Linked DNA regions of Macaca fascicularis: region 1 is linked to region 2. Evidence: chromatin contacts called from public Hi-C data. All regions are on one chromosome and are shown on one strand. The core of a region is the stretch at or near the end of the contact, and the rest is flanking DNA. Distances in the headings are between cores, read along the strand shown.

What was found. A called contact is a pair of places that touch in the nucleus more often than the background predicts.
Region 1: a contact with region 2 is called in a Hi-C map of liver, with 2.9 times the contacts expected there. The contact joins the promoter of LOC101867430 here to the enhancer-like site in region 2. A contact is called at or near these places in 2 of 2 Hi-C or Micro-C datasets (liver and skeletal muscle).

Annotation. Positions count from the first base shown.
Region 1 is chr1:195,799,554-195,806,298 of T2T-MFA8v1.1, forward strand. It overlaps LOC101867430 (microtubule actin crosslinking factor 1), which reads right to left and starts at 5,244. Exons shown (of 100, transcript XM_074011478.1): 1 at 4,915-5,244. The coding sequence starts at 5,008. It overlaps LOC135968272, which reads right to left. Exons shown (of 4, transcript XM_065534077.2): 4 at 6,261-6,745.
Region 2 is chr1:195,708,237-195,714,378 of T2T-MFA8v1.1, forward strand. The region is part of intron 1 of LOC101867430 (microtubule actin crosslinking factor 1); the gene reads right to left. Among named protein-coding and RNA genes, the nearest start is that of NDUFS5, 180 kb to the right of the region's middle. Within about 2 kb of position 4,240, at least 3 of the 6 cell types and tissues checked have an H3K27ac peak or open chromatin away from gene starts, as enhancers often do.

The DNA.
Region 1 (6,745 bases), core at 3,994-6,493, 92 kb after region 2:
AAAAAAAAGAAAAGGAGAGAAAAGAGTTAAAAAATAAAATAGGCCAGGCGCGGAGGCTCACGCCTGTAATCCCAGCACTTTGGGAGGCCGAGGCAGGTGGATCACAAGCTCAGGAGTTCAAGACCAGCCTGGCCAACATGGTGAAACCCCGTCTCTACTAAAAAAAAAAAATACAGAAAAAATTAGCCAGGCATGGTGGCGTGCACCTCTAATAGCACCAGCTATTCAGGAGGCTGAGACAGGAGAATTGCTTGAACCTGGGAGGCAGAGGTTGCAGCGAGCCGAGATCATGCCACTGCACCCCAGCCTAGGCAACAGAGCAATATTCCATTTCAAAATAAAATAAAGTAAAATAAAATGAAACATTAAAGGACTAATATACACCCAGAGCTCATTTATAGTCTCATGAATCCCAAGAAGTTAGTATTATCATCCCTATTTTAACAAATGAGAAACCCAAAAGATCAGAGAAACTTTTCCAAGGTCACACAGTAGAAGTTAACTGGCATAAACTAGGACTGGAGCCCAAAACTGAAGAAATCCAAAGCACAGTCTTTCTACAATATCAATTTTGTATGTTAAGTAATATGCAGACTCTTCACTCGTAGCCCTCTGTGCAGTAAGTTTTGTAAGTTATTTTCTGCACTAGGATAAATGAAAATTGGTCCTAACTAGCTTCACATAACCCACAACACCTAGTGAGAAATCTGAATTTTATAAGTACCAGATAGATGTTACCAATGTCGAAATGTGAATGTTCTTTTTTATTCCTAGCCCAGCCCAGCAAGTAAAGACTATTTAGCCCTTAAAGCTTTGTGAAAACCAAAGTCTAATTCCGTCTGAACCAACCACCATCAACCAAGTATGCTGGTTATTAACCACCTCTTTAAAACCTAAAACTATGCTCATATGTAACCTGCTTCTTCAGTAGAGTTGGTCCCTATCCTAGGAGAAGAATAAAATCCTGGTTCTCCTACCTCCTCAACTATTCCCTCTTAATTTCCTCTGGTGTTCGTAAGGACCTCAAGCCACAGAGAAGAAAATTTTGTGACCGGCCGGTACCATCTGGATGAAATATTCCTTGAACTGATTCACTTCTCTTTTGTTTCCTTATTTACAAAGCAACCATCTGATTAGTAACTCAACTTCATAAGCACTTTGGTACTAGAAGAGGGTGCCACGGAGACCAATATAAATATTCTAACCACTGGACAGGTGTTCTCTTATTATGAATTAATAAAATTGGCATCCTAAGTGTTGGTTTTTTTATTTTTTGAGACTGAGTTTCGCTCTTGTCATCTAGGCTGGAGTGCAATGGCGCCATCTTGGCTCACTGCAACCTCTGCCTCCTAGGTTCAAGTGGTTCTCCTACCTCAGCCTCCCGAGTAGCTGGGATTACAAGCACACGCCACCACACCCGGCCAATTTTTGTATTTTTAGTAGAGACAGGGTTTCACCATGTTGGCCAGGCTGGTCTGGAACTCCTGACCTCAGGTGATCTGCCTACCTCAGCCTCCCAAAGTGTTGGGATTACAGGCGAGAGCCACCGTGCCCAGCCTTTGTTCCTTTTCCAAAACCTTCAATGTCTCCCTCACTGCCCATGGATTAAAGTCAAAAAAGAATCTTTACAAGCTAGACCTTGGATTATTTACAGTATCATGTGCTCCCACCAAAACTCTAGCCCTTTAGTGGCACCCAACTACTCTCACTCCTTAAGTCCTTCCATTCACTATCACACCTGCATACCTTTGCATGTGCTATTTACTTCCTCTGCCTTCTCCCCAGCCCACCCTCTCTTCTATCGAGCTAAATCCTATTCATCCTTAAAAGCCTCGCTGGCTGGGCATGGTGGCTCAGGTCTGCAATCCCAACACTTTGGGAGGCTGAGGCAGGTGGATCACCTGACGTCAGGAGTTCGAGACTAGCCTGGCCAACATGGTGAAACCTTGTCTCTACTAAAAATAAGCCGGGTGTGGTGGCGGGCGCCTGTAATCCCAGCTACTATGGAGGCTGACGCAGGAGAATCACTTTAACCCGGGAGGTGGAGGCTGCAGTGAGCCGAGATCTCACCACTGCCCTCCAGCCTGGGCGGCAGAGTGAGATTCCATCTCAAAACAAAATCAAAAACAAAAAAACAAAAAACAAAAACCCTCTCATGTCACCTCCTTTGTCAAATCTCCCAGGTAAACCCAAATAGGGTTTCAGCCTTCCTCTTGCTTCCATAGTATCTCTGTTCTAGCACTTATCACAGTATCATAACTACTTGTTTGCGAGTACCTTTCCCTTACCAGATGTGAATAACCAAGGGCAAAAACCAGATCTCATTCAGAATTCTGGCATCTAACATTGTGTCACCTCCAAGACAGATTTTAATGGCTGTCAGCGAATTGGGGAAATGAAGGATATACCCTGGTTCTCTTGGTTGCTGCCCACTCTGAAATGTTAGAATCCAGCGTTATTATCTAATGCCTCCTGTTTACTGGCCAGCTATCTGAAAGAACCTTTGGGACATTTAGGAAATAAGGGAGAGCATTTATTTCCATGCTGAATCATCTAATCCTGCCAAGACCATGCTCACTGCCACCACACAGAAAAAAAAAATAGTTGCCAAGCACAGTTCTGGAAAACCCATACTTGACTACCATTCCTAATACAGCTGCACTACATACACACAGCTCTGCTTCCCTCACACTCCAAATACATTACTGCCCTTCTCACCTTGGCCCTTGGGGCAGTTTAGGCAGCTGAAAATTTTAGCTCTCCTTCTGCATATAAAAATCCTGCTTCAGTCTGTAGAATGAATTAACAGCAGCAGAGAGAGATCCAAGTAATGTGGGGACCAGCCAATAAGGGTCTAGAACACCCCATCATCATCAGTATTTCCCTCTCTCTTTCCAAAACCAATACTTGGCATGATCTTCACAAACTCCTTCCCCTGGTCACTCTATAGATTCCAGTTCACTCCTCTGCTTAGACAAACTGTTCTCCTATTAAGGTAGTACGGGGATTTCTAAGTCTGAAAAATGCAGGAATTCCATAAGCAAAGTAACAAAGGCCCGGATGCTAAGCCACTCTGACTTCCCAGTGAGAATGGTGCAGTGAGGGGAAGAGAGATCATTCTGCACGGATCACAAGAGCAGACTGCACGACCACCTTATACAACTCGAGTTACTTTACTTTAGGCAACCATTTTTAACTCATTCCTCCCCTCAAGAAAGAGACCTGTATCTGGGAAGGATTAAGTTCCTACACACCTGATCAAGGTCCTTCAGAGGAAAGCCAAACTGAGTGAGACAGCTAAAAAAAAACTGAACAAAAGAGGTCTCTCCTGGAACAAGGCCTACTGCCTCCTTCTTTCCCAGCCTCATTTGCTAGGAGTCCAACTTCCTTTCCGCTGGGGGTCACCAGCACTACCATCCAGTGAGGTGCTGAGATTTCTTCACCTATTTTGGGCCTTAATTCTGCTCGTTTGAAGCTGTCACAGCCCGAGACGGTCCTAATGTATCTCCTCTCTCTGAAGAGAGCAGTGTTACTCAAAAGCCTGCAAAGGAAACTTAATGGAACCATTCACTGAGCAGCATTTTTTCAATGAAGTTCAGCAGCACAATCTAACCTCTTTGTGCTCTGAAATGAACCACATTTCTTAAAAGAAAGACCACAGGGGGTTGACAGAAAACTTGCTGCAGGCAGGAAAAGCTGGACAGTTTACAGGAGCTGATGCAGAGGGAACAAGTAGAAACCCTAGTAGGTCCTTTTTCGCATTTCATCTCTATTTTTTTTCCTGCTGCATTCCCAAGCAGAGTTCCAATGCCACAAGAAAAAAAAAAAAAAGGGAGGGGGGGCGCCTTACAGCTTCTTCATTAGTTTCCCTTCACTGGGTAGGTGCTGTAAACAAGTATGCTGGGCTCAGTCATAGGGGCTGAAGTTTTCTCTCCTTCAGATAAAAAGAAACTAAGGGCCTAGTCACAAGGGCCCGAGCTAAATAAAATGGGGAAAAGTGCTGCCTGTGTCGTTTCTGGGAAAATCTCCCCGTCTGTGGATAGGATAACTGCCACCCAAAGCAAAATCCCAGAACTGGATGTTAAAGATCAAGGCAAGGGCCTCCCAAGGCCACGCATCCCTGGCTGCCACTCAGGGGCACCTACAGCAGTTAGGGAAATGCAGTTCACAGGCCCTCTGCCTGTCAAAACTTTCTCCCCACACACCCAAGGCGCAGATTAGGCATTAACTTGCACAAGTGTCTCGCAAGAGAGCCTTCAGGGCTGAAATCCGAGCTCCAAGGCAAATCTTTATGTTGGAGGAAAAAAACAAATAGACCCCTGCCTCCAGCAGGCCCAGACCCCCGGGGAGATGGGGGTCGGGGAAAGCCTCGCCACCAAATCCTGCACACTCACCCACACCGCTGCCCACCCCACCCCGAAGACACCAAGGTGCTTCCCAACCTCAGCTTCCACGCGACTCATCCGAGACTCAGGGAGACAAAAGGGGGCGAAGGAGAGACTCTCCGCGGGCACACAGAGGTCCGAGCGCCTCTGGGAGGAAGCTCGCACCCAGAGCAGATCGGGTGGTTTCTCCCGCGCCCAACTCCTCCTCCTCCTCCTCCCCAGCAACTCCCCACGGCGGCCGGTCTCCGGGCCAGCGCCTTGTCTCGCCTCCTTCCAGCTGGGGCCGGATAATAGGGCAAATCATGTAACTGGCGCTCTGAGCGCGCCGACTGCCCCGGGAGCGGGTTCCGAAGGCTCATCTCAACTCTGTAAATAAACTGGCCCCGAGAAGCAGCAGCTCAGGGCCAAGCCCCGCGCGGTGGGTGCGACCCCGCCCGGCCGCCCCACCTGCAGCGGCCGAGCCGACCGGTACCGAAGGCCACGCCGCGCCGGCCCGCGGGCCTCAGCGCCGGCCAGTCCCCGGCCCTACCTTTGTAGCGCTCCAGCACATCCTCGTACGCCTGCACGAACTCCTTCTCCTGGCTGCGGTTGGCCGGCTGCTGACCCGGCACGTAGCCGGCCATGGCCGCCCGCACCGCGTTCTCCCCGAGCCCCGGGGGCTGCCGGTTCCAGGCCCGCGCGCTGAGGCGGCGGCGGCGGCGGCGGCCCCAGCCTCTGCCCTTTGTGCGTATCAGAGGCGGCGACGGCGCCCTTGCTCTCCGCTGTCCGCCCGCCTCGCCCGGCCCGGCAGTCGCGCTTCGCTCCTCAGTCCGCTCGCACCCGGCCCGCTCGCGCTCCGCCGGTCCCGGCTAGCGTTTCCGCCTCCCCACCCCTCGGCTCCGCTCCTCCCTCAGCCCGCCCCGGCGCGGCGGCGGCGGCGGCGGCGGGCGGCGGCAGCGGCTCCTCCTGTCAGGAGCGCCAGGCCCGGCCCGTTCCCCGCCCCCTCTCCCCGCCGCCTCCGGGGCCCGGCGAGTCCTCGGCCCCAGGCTGCGGCCGGCTGGGCCCGGGCTGCCCACACGGGTCCCTCAGGGGCTGCCGACCCCCGCCCGGCCCGGACTGGGGCCCGAGCCGAGGGGCGCGAGAGGCCGGCCCACGCGGGAGTCCGGCTGGGTAAGAGGCCCGCGCGTCAGAATGAAAGGCTAGGCCGGCCGAACGGCAGGGAGACCCGGGCCGGCTCCACAGAGCGGGCGGGAGCCCCAGTCAACGCTGACTTACGCCGCCGGGAGCGGGACAAAGGAGGGAGCCCCCTGGCTGGATAGAAACCCAGCGGGGCCTGTGCGGCTGCTGGAGAAGGACCTGGAGAAGCTGAAGGGAAAGTAGAGGGCAAAAGACCACAATGCCTCAGATCCCAGGGCTAGACGCGGTCAGAACCAGGACAAGGGCAAGATCCAGACAGGGCTGCAGTGTGGGCCCGGAGGACACTGAGCCCACAAAGAATCCCGGGAACAAAGGGTTTTCCAGAAACAGAAGAAGCTGAACGAGAAGTGACGGGGCAGATCCAGCACCATGAAGTAAACCAGGCCAAGGAGCCAGAACCTGAGAAATGACAACCCAGGGAGGCACGAAAACAGGATTCTGACTGCACCATGGGGTGAATAAGAGGAGAGACTGGGAGACATAAATCTGTGGGGGATAGACCCTCCAGGATTATTAAACTGTGACAGCCATCTGAACAGAGAGACAGAGATCAAAAGGGAGAAATGTGGGAACCTGAGACGGAACCAGGACTGTTAGGGAACAAAGAAAGGGCTCTGGAGCATAGCTGGTCAGGGAAGAAAAGGGGAAGCCAATTATTCTTTGTCATCAGGGGAAAGGAAAGAGTAAAGAAAGGAAACTGGAAAATATGGGTAGGGATTTATTGGGGCCCATTTTGAGGACAGAGCTCCCAACATCATTTGATCCAACATTCAGTTGTGTATCATTCAATCCCAATATTCATGGAGTGCGCCAGAGCCATGAGCAGTGAATGAAGAACTCTGGTCAATGTAGGTGACACGTTGTGCCCTCCACCCCCATTCAGCCTTTATCCTCCCCTGTTAACTTGATTTCTCAGGAGGTCTGGAGAGGTGGTTGTGGGTAAGAAGTTACACTGGCTGATCTCACAATAAGGGCAAATTAGCAAGTAAAAAAAGAATTCATGCAACACTGAGCAGCCAAAATTGGGACTTAGGCTTCCATTCCAGTTCCCATTCTCAAGAGTTTGAAGGAGAAACTTCTTAACCCCAGGCTAGGGAAGGTGTCTTTGTACCTCGTGAGTAGTGCCAAGTATTTTGGTCAATGCTCAGCACATTCATAACAAGAAAAAAAAAAAAAAAAGACGC
Region 2 (6,142 bases), core at 2,990-5,489:
CATCAAAGCCTGGCCCTGAAACTCTTGTCATCTGTCCCCTCCCATGAGTACACTAGGCATCTAACTGAAGACAGGCAGAGGATGTGGGCTTCAGATAACTTAATTAGGAGACATCCATGACTCTGCCTCTAAGGTTTGGCAATGTGGTATTGAGACAACTTGCAAAGGCCCAAAATGTCTACAAAGAACATTCTACATACACAAGTGTCACTGAATACAACAAAGTAAGGAAAATCTCCACATTTACTGCTTTGTAAACCTAGATGCCATGAGTATTATAGTAGCATGGGAATTATAAGCCTAGTCTGCCTGGTTTAAATCCAGACTACTATGTATACATCATATTTAGCATCTTTGGGCAAGTTACTTAACTTCATGGAATGTCAATTTCCTCATCTGTAAAATGATGATAATGATAGCACCTGTCTCAGAGTTGTAAGGATGAATGAGTTAATGTGTTTCAGGTGCTCAATATGTGCTCAATAATTACTGGTTATAATTGTCATTATTTGGAGGAGCAGCAAACAAACTACATCTGACCACAAAGACTATGAATACTGCTCAGACTGTACAAAACCTTGGCAACTGATAACTTACCTCACCTAAATTACCTAATCTGTCTAATCTCAGTCTCCAGTTTATCAACCCTGTCCTCATTCACCATAATGACTGGCACATTTTAAATGCTTAATAAATGTTTATTTATAACTTCACTTGTAAAACTTTCACATGTAAAACTTTACATTTCTCCCTATCAGCAAATTAAATCCAAAACTCTCTGGCTTCACAATATTTCCCTCATTATCCTGGCATATTTTTCCTTACCATCTCCGGATATTAAAATCCTGTTTCTATAGACCAGCTTAAATCCAGTACTTCCAGAGAATTATCTCCAGTCCCTCCCTCCATCCCAGTGAGAAGTAAACTTCTCCCTCCCTTGAGCTTTTATTATACTTTTTCTGTTTCTCTCAAGTTTAGCACTTTGTGCTTTTTAATACAGCTGAGCACATACTGTTAATCCCTCACTAGACTGTTTTTGAAGTTAGATAAATGTCTGCTCTCCTTTATAAAATCTTAGTCACTAAATAACTGTTTGTGGAATGAGCAAATAAACTAATAAATGAACAAGAGGATCTGAGAACTGCTTAAGAGCAAGAAGTGGGGGGCATACCAGAAAGGGCAAAACTGGGCCCAATAAATTATGAATACTCCCAAAATATAAACATTTCTTCTGGTAATGCATCCTTTTTGACCATAAAAACATACAACCGAGAACAAGTGCCTGGAAAACCATTCATCTTACGGCAGAAATAACTCAAAATGCTCTTCTAGAGAGACCCAGTAGGTAACATACACTAACAAGGGTGTCGAACCACATTTAACAGTGAACTTCCAAATCTACCTGGGAATTTAAAAGAAAAAAATGTCTCCAAGAACACAAGTTTTGCTTTTTCTTGGAGCTGGAAGGAAGCTAGTTTATTAATTCAGAAATTACACTGCTTGGCTGGGAGCAGTGGCTCACCCCTGTAATCCCAGTGCTTTGAGAAGCTGAGGCAGGAGGACTGCCTGAGGACAGGAGTTCAAGACCACTCTGGGCAACATAGCAAGACCCCATCTCTCCAAAACATAATAACACTGAGTCAGGCACAGTGGTTACACACCTGTAGTTCTAGCTACTTGGGAGGCTGACGCAGGAGAATTACTCCAGCCCAGGAATTTCAGGCCACAGTGAGCTATGATCACACCACTGCACTCTAGCCTAGACAGCAGAGAAAGACAATAGAGAGGGGAGGGGAGGGCAGGGCAGGGAGAAAGGAATTCCACTTTTGGCTGGGTGTGGTGGCTCACGCCTGTAATCCCAGCACATTAAGAGGCTGAGGTGGGTGGATCACCTAAGGTCAGGAGTTCAAGACCAGCCTGGCCACCAATCTCTACTAAAAAATACAACAATTAGCCGGGTATGATGGCATGTGCCTATAGTCCCAGCTACCTGGGAGGCTGAGTCAGAAGAATCTCTTGAGTCCGGGAGGTGGAGGCTGTAGTGAGCCAAGATCGCACCACTGTACTCCAGCCTGGGAAACAGAACAAGACTCTGTCTCAAAAAAAAAAAAAAAAAAAAGAAAAGAAAAGAAATTCCACTTCTGGAAATCCCTCCAGATACGGATTCTGCCCAGCATCTAAACTCTAGATGGCCTTCTTATCAAGCTCAGCAATTGAAGGTCTTACCCTTAAGAAAGAAAAGGGAAAGTAACACTAAGGAGGAGGGGCAGAAAATAAAGTGAGAGATGTTCCAGTACAGCACTTAGAAAACTCACTCTTGTCCAGGTGCGGTGGCTCACGCCTGTAATCCCAGCACTTTGGGAGGATGAGGTGAGTGGATCACCTGAGGTCAGGAGTTTGAGAGCAGCCTGACCAATATGGTGAAACCCCATCTCTATTAAAAATACAGAATTCCCCGGGCATGCCTGTAATCCCAGCTACTTGAGAGGCTGAGGCAAGAGAATCACCTGAACCCAGAAGGCGGAGGTTGCAGTGAGCTGAGATCACGCCATTGCACCCCAGCCTGGGCAACAAAAATGAAACTCTGTCTCAAAAAAAAAAGAAAACAGAAAACTCACTCTTAAACCCAAGTGCCTCTCTCTCTCTCTCTCTCTCTCTCTCTCTCTCTCTCTGACCAGGGCTGTAAATATAATTTGTGAGCCAAACCTATATTCAAATTCTAATTTCACAATCTCTAGTTGTATATCTCTAAATGAATTACTTAATCTCTTTAATCCATAGTTATTTCGTGTCAAATGGGGATAATAAAATTACCTCTTCACAGTGTTATAGTGAGGATTAAGTGAGAAAATGCATAATATATTTGGCACACAGTAAGCATTAACTATTTAGAAAGCATTAAACATCGACTCATTAATGCCAACTCTTTTTATTATGATTACTATACAAGAGAATCTGCCTCCTAGCAGGGCATCAAGTCATCTTCAGTGGTGAACGCAAGAAGGTAAGTGAAAGTAACATGCGTGGTATTGAACAGCTCTAAGACACCAACCAGCTCAATGACTAAATCAAATTAGGCTTCAACAGCATTGCTTCAAAAAGGGAAAGGACAAGAATATCTAGTCAACTCAACAGCCATATTACCATTTTAAGTAATCCCTGTCTCTGGAATTTCGACCCTTTTCCCCAGTAAAATAGTATCTATCTAGTAAGCTTTTTCCAGGAAACTCTGGTAGCCAACATCTTAAAGAAATAGAGAAAAAAATGATATGAAGAAAAGAAGCCATGTCTATGGGCACTATTCCAGAATCTTGCTCAGGATTGTTATTTTTGTCCAGAAATATATATATATATATATTTTTTTTTTTTTTTTTTGGAGACGGAATTTCACTCTTGTTGCCCAGATTAGAGTGCAATGGCGTAATCTTGGTTCACTGCAACCTCTGCCTCCCGGGTTCAAGCGAATCTCCTGCCTCAGCCTCCCAAGTAGCTGGGATTACAGGTGTGCACCACCACGCCTGTCTAATTTTTTGCATTTTTGGTAGAGACAGGGTTTCACCATGTTGGCCAGGCTGGTCTCGAACTCCTGACCTCAGATGATATCCATCCACCTCAGCCTCCCAAAGTGCAGGGGTTACAGACATGAGCCACTGTGCTTCGCCCATAAAGTTCTTAATACAAGTTCATGCCTTTTGTTTCTGCTCTAATATATATTAAAAAAAAAAAAAAAGATAGTACTGAATGTACAAAGATGTCACAACAGACAAGGAATCCGGCTCATCTATCATTAGATTAGTGAGTTTCTCTTATTGACAGCCTAACCCTCAGTGACCCCTACTGGACAAAGATAGATAGACACAGAAGACTGAGTTTAAACAACAAAGAAAACCCTGTGTTGCTTTTATTCTAATAAAATTCTCACATATGGAACTTTCATTATACAAGTACAAGCTTGTATCAAAATCTATATACACCTGTAACATAGAAGGCAACAATGCTATGTCCAGTCAGCTCATTCCTTTCATGGGAAACATTATCACCATAAAGTTGGTTGGCTTCAACTGCCTCAACAGGATCGCCAGTATTTATGGTTTTGTGATGAGTCCTTATAGAGAAAATAGCAGACAGAGAAGGAGCAGTCACTGGCACACAACTCCTACCCTCAGTACCTTGCAATTTTTCCATTCCCCGAGGTGACTCACTCTTAACACAGCCCAGACTACTTGCCAGCAGTCAGGGCCACTGTGTGTGCCTGGTGAGTAATGCTTCCCCAGCGTGCATCCTCCCAGCTGCCTCTGACTGAACAAGTCATAAAAGGAGATCTGGGTAACCGTTTTAAGTTTTTTGTTTTTTTTCTGTTTTTGAGACAGAGTTTTGCTCTGTCGCCCAGGCTGGTGTGCAGTGGTGAGATATCGGCTCACTGCAGCCTCCACTTCCCAGGTTCAAGCAATTATTGTGCCTCAGCCTCCTGAGTAGCTGGAATTACAGGCATACACCACCACACCCAGCTAATTTTTGTATTTTTAATATAAACGGAGTTTCACCATGTTGGCCAGGCTGGTCTCAAACTCCTGGACTCAAGTGATCCACCTGCTTCGGCCTCCCAAAGTGCTGGGAGCCACCATGCCTGGCCCAGTTTTAAGAACACATGTCCCATCCCGAACACAAGGATAGTTCCTCTCAGCTCCCTGCAGGGACTCAGAGTTGTAATGAATTCCCTCTAATGGCAGCCAGGTGGCAATGCAGAAACGGGCAAAGGCAGAAAAGCCAATGAGTATGATAAACCCTTACTCTCTAAAATCCGGGGACCACAGCTTCTACTTTGGATAAAACAAAAAGTAATGGGCATGAAGCAGAGCCATCTGCTATCACACAGCATCACACTGTGCGGCACAGCCCTGATGAAAAGCCCAATCTCAGATGGAGGAGGCAGCCTCTTAAGTATCTGTCCATCCACCCTTAGGTGCCCCAAGTAGTGGATGAGGAAAATGACAGCATCTGGTTTTTTGATTAGTGACTGGCACATTAAACAAAAAATGGACAACAGTTGTAGTTAAACTTTCTCCAAGTAGATGTTCCTGGAGTATCTAATCCTTCAGACATGAATCTATGGAGTTAGTGCAAACATTCTGGAAATAGCTGCCAAGAGCTAGATAAGTGAGAGAAGTGGAGGAAGGTCTTTGACACAGACAATTTACTTCAAAGCTATCTTAAGCAATAATAATCCCTGATAAACTGTCAAAAAAAAAAAAAAAAAAAAAAGAATCACCCCAAATACATCATATCCTGTGACTTTTTAAAATTTTCTTAAAATCAGAGCACCTTCAATACAGTTGCCTAAATTTTTTCCCTACCTGTAATCCTTGGGTCTCTGATGCTCATATATGCCTGGGAAGAAAACTATTATCCAGCTCAGTTTTTGTTGTTGTTGTTTTGGTTTTTTGGTTTTCTTTGTTTTTTGTTTTTGTTTTTTTTTTTTTTGAGACAGACTCTCACTCTGTTACCCAGGCTGGAGTGCAGTGGTGCAATCTCAGCTCACTGCAAACTTCACCTCCCAGGTTCAAGCGATTCTCGTGCCTCAGCCTCCCAAGCAGCTGGGATTACAGGCATACCACCACGCTCGGCTAATTTTTGTATTTTTAGTAGAGCTGGGGTTCTGCCATGTTGGCCAAGCCAGTCTCGAACTCCTGGCCTCAAGTGATCCACCCGCATCAGCCTCCCAAAGTGCTGGAATTACAGGCCACCATACCGCCTCCAGCTTAGTTTTTGACAAAATCCAGAATATTCAAGATCCTGATTTTTATCAAAAAGAGGGAGAGAAAGAAAGAAAGAGAAAAAGAGAAACAGCACAAGGCAGTGGCTCATGCCTGTAATCCCAGTACTTTGGGAGGCTGAGAGGGCAGATTTCTTGAGCCCAGGAGTTCGAGACCACCTTGGGCAAAATGGCAAAACTCTGTTGTTATGAAAAAATACAAAAAGTTAGCTGGGTGTGGGGATGCACACCTGTAGTCCCAGCTACTCACGCCACTACACTTCAACCTGGGTGACAAAGCAAGATCTGTCCAAAAATAAATAAACGAAAATAAAAAATAAATAAATAAAACACAAAGAAAAGGAGAAAGAAAAGGAAAAGAGAAAGGAA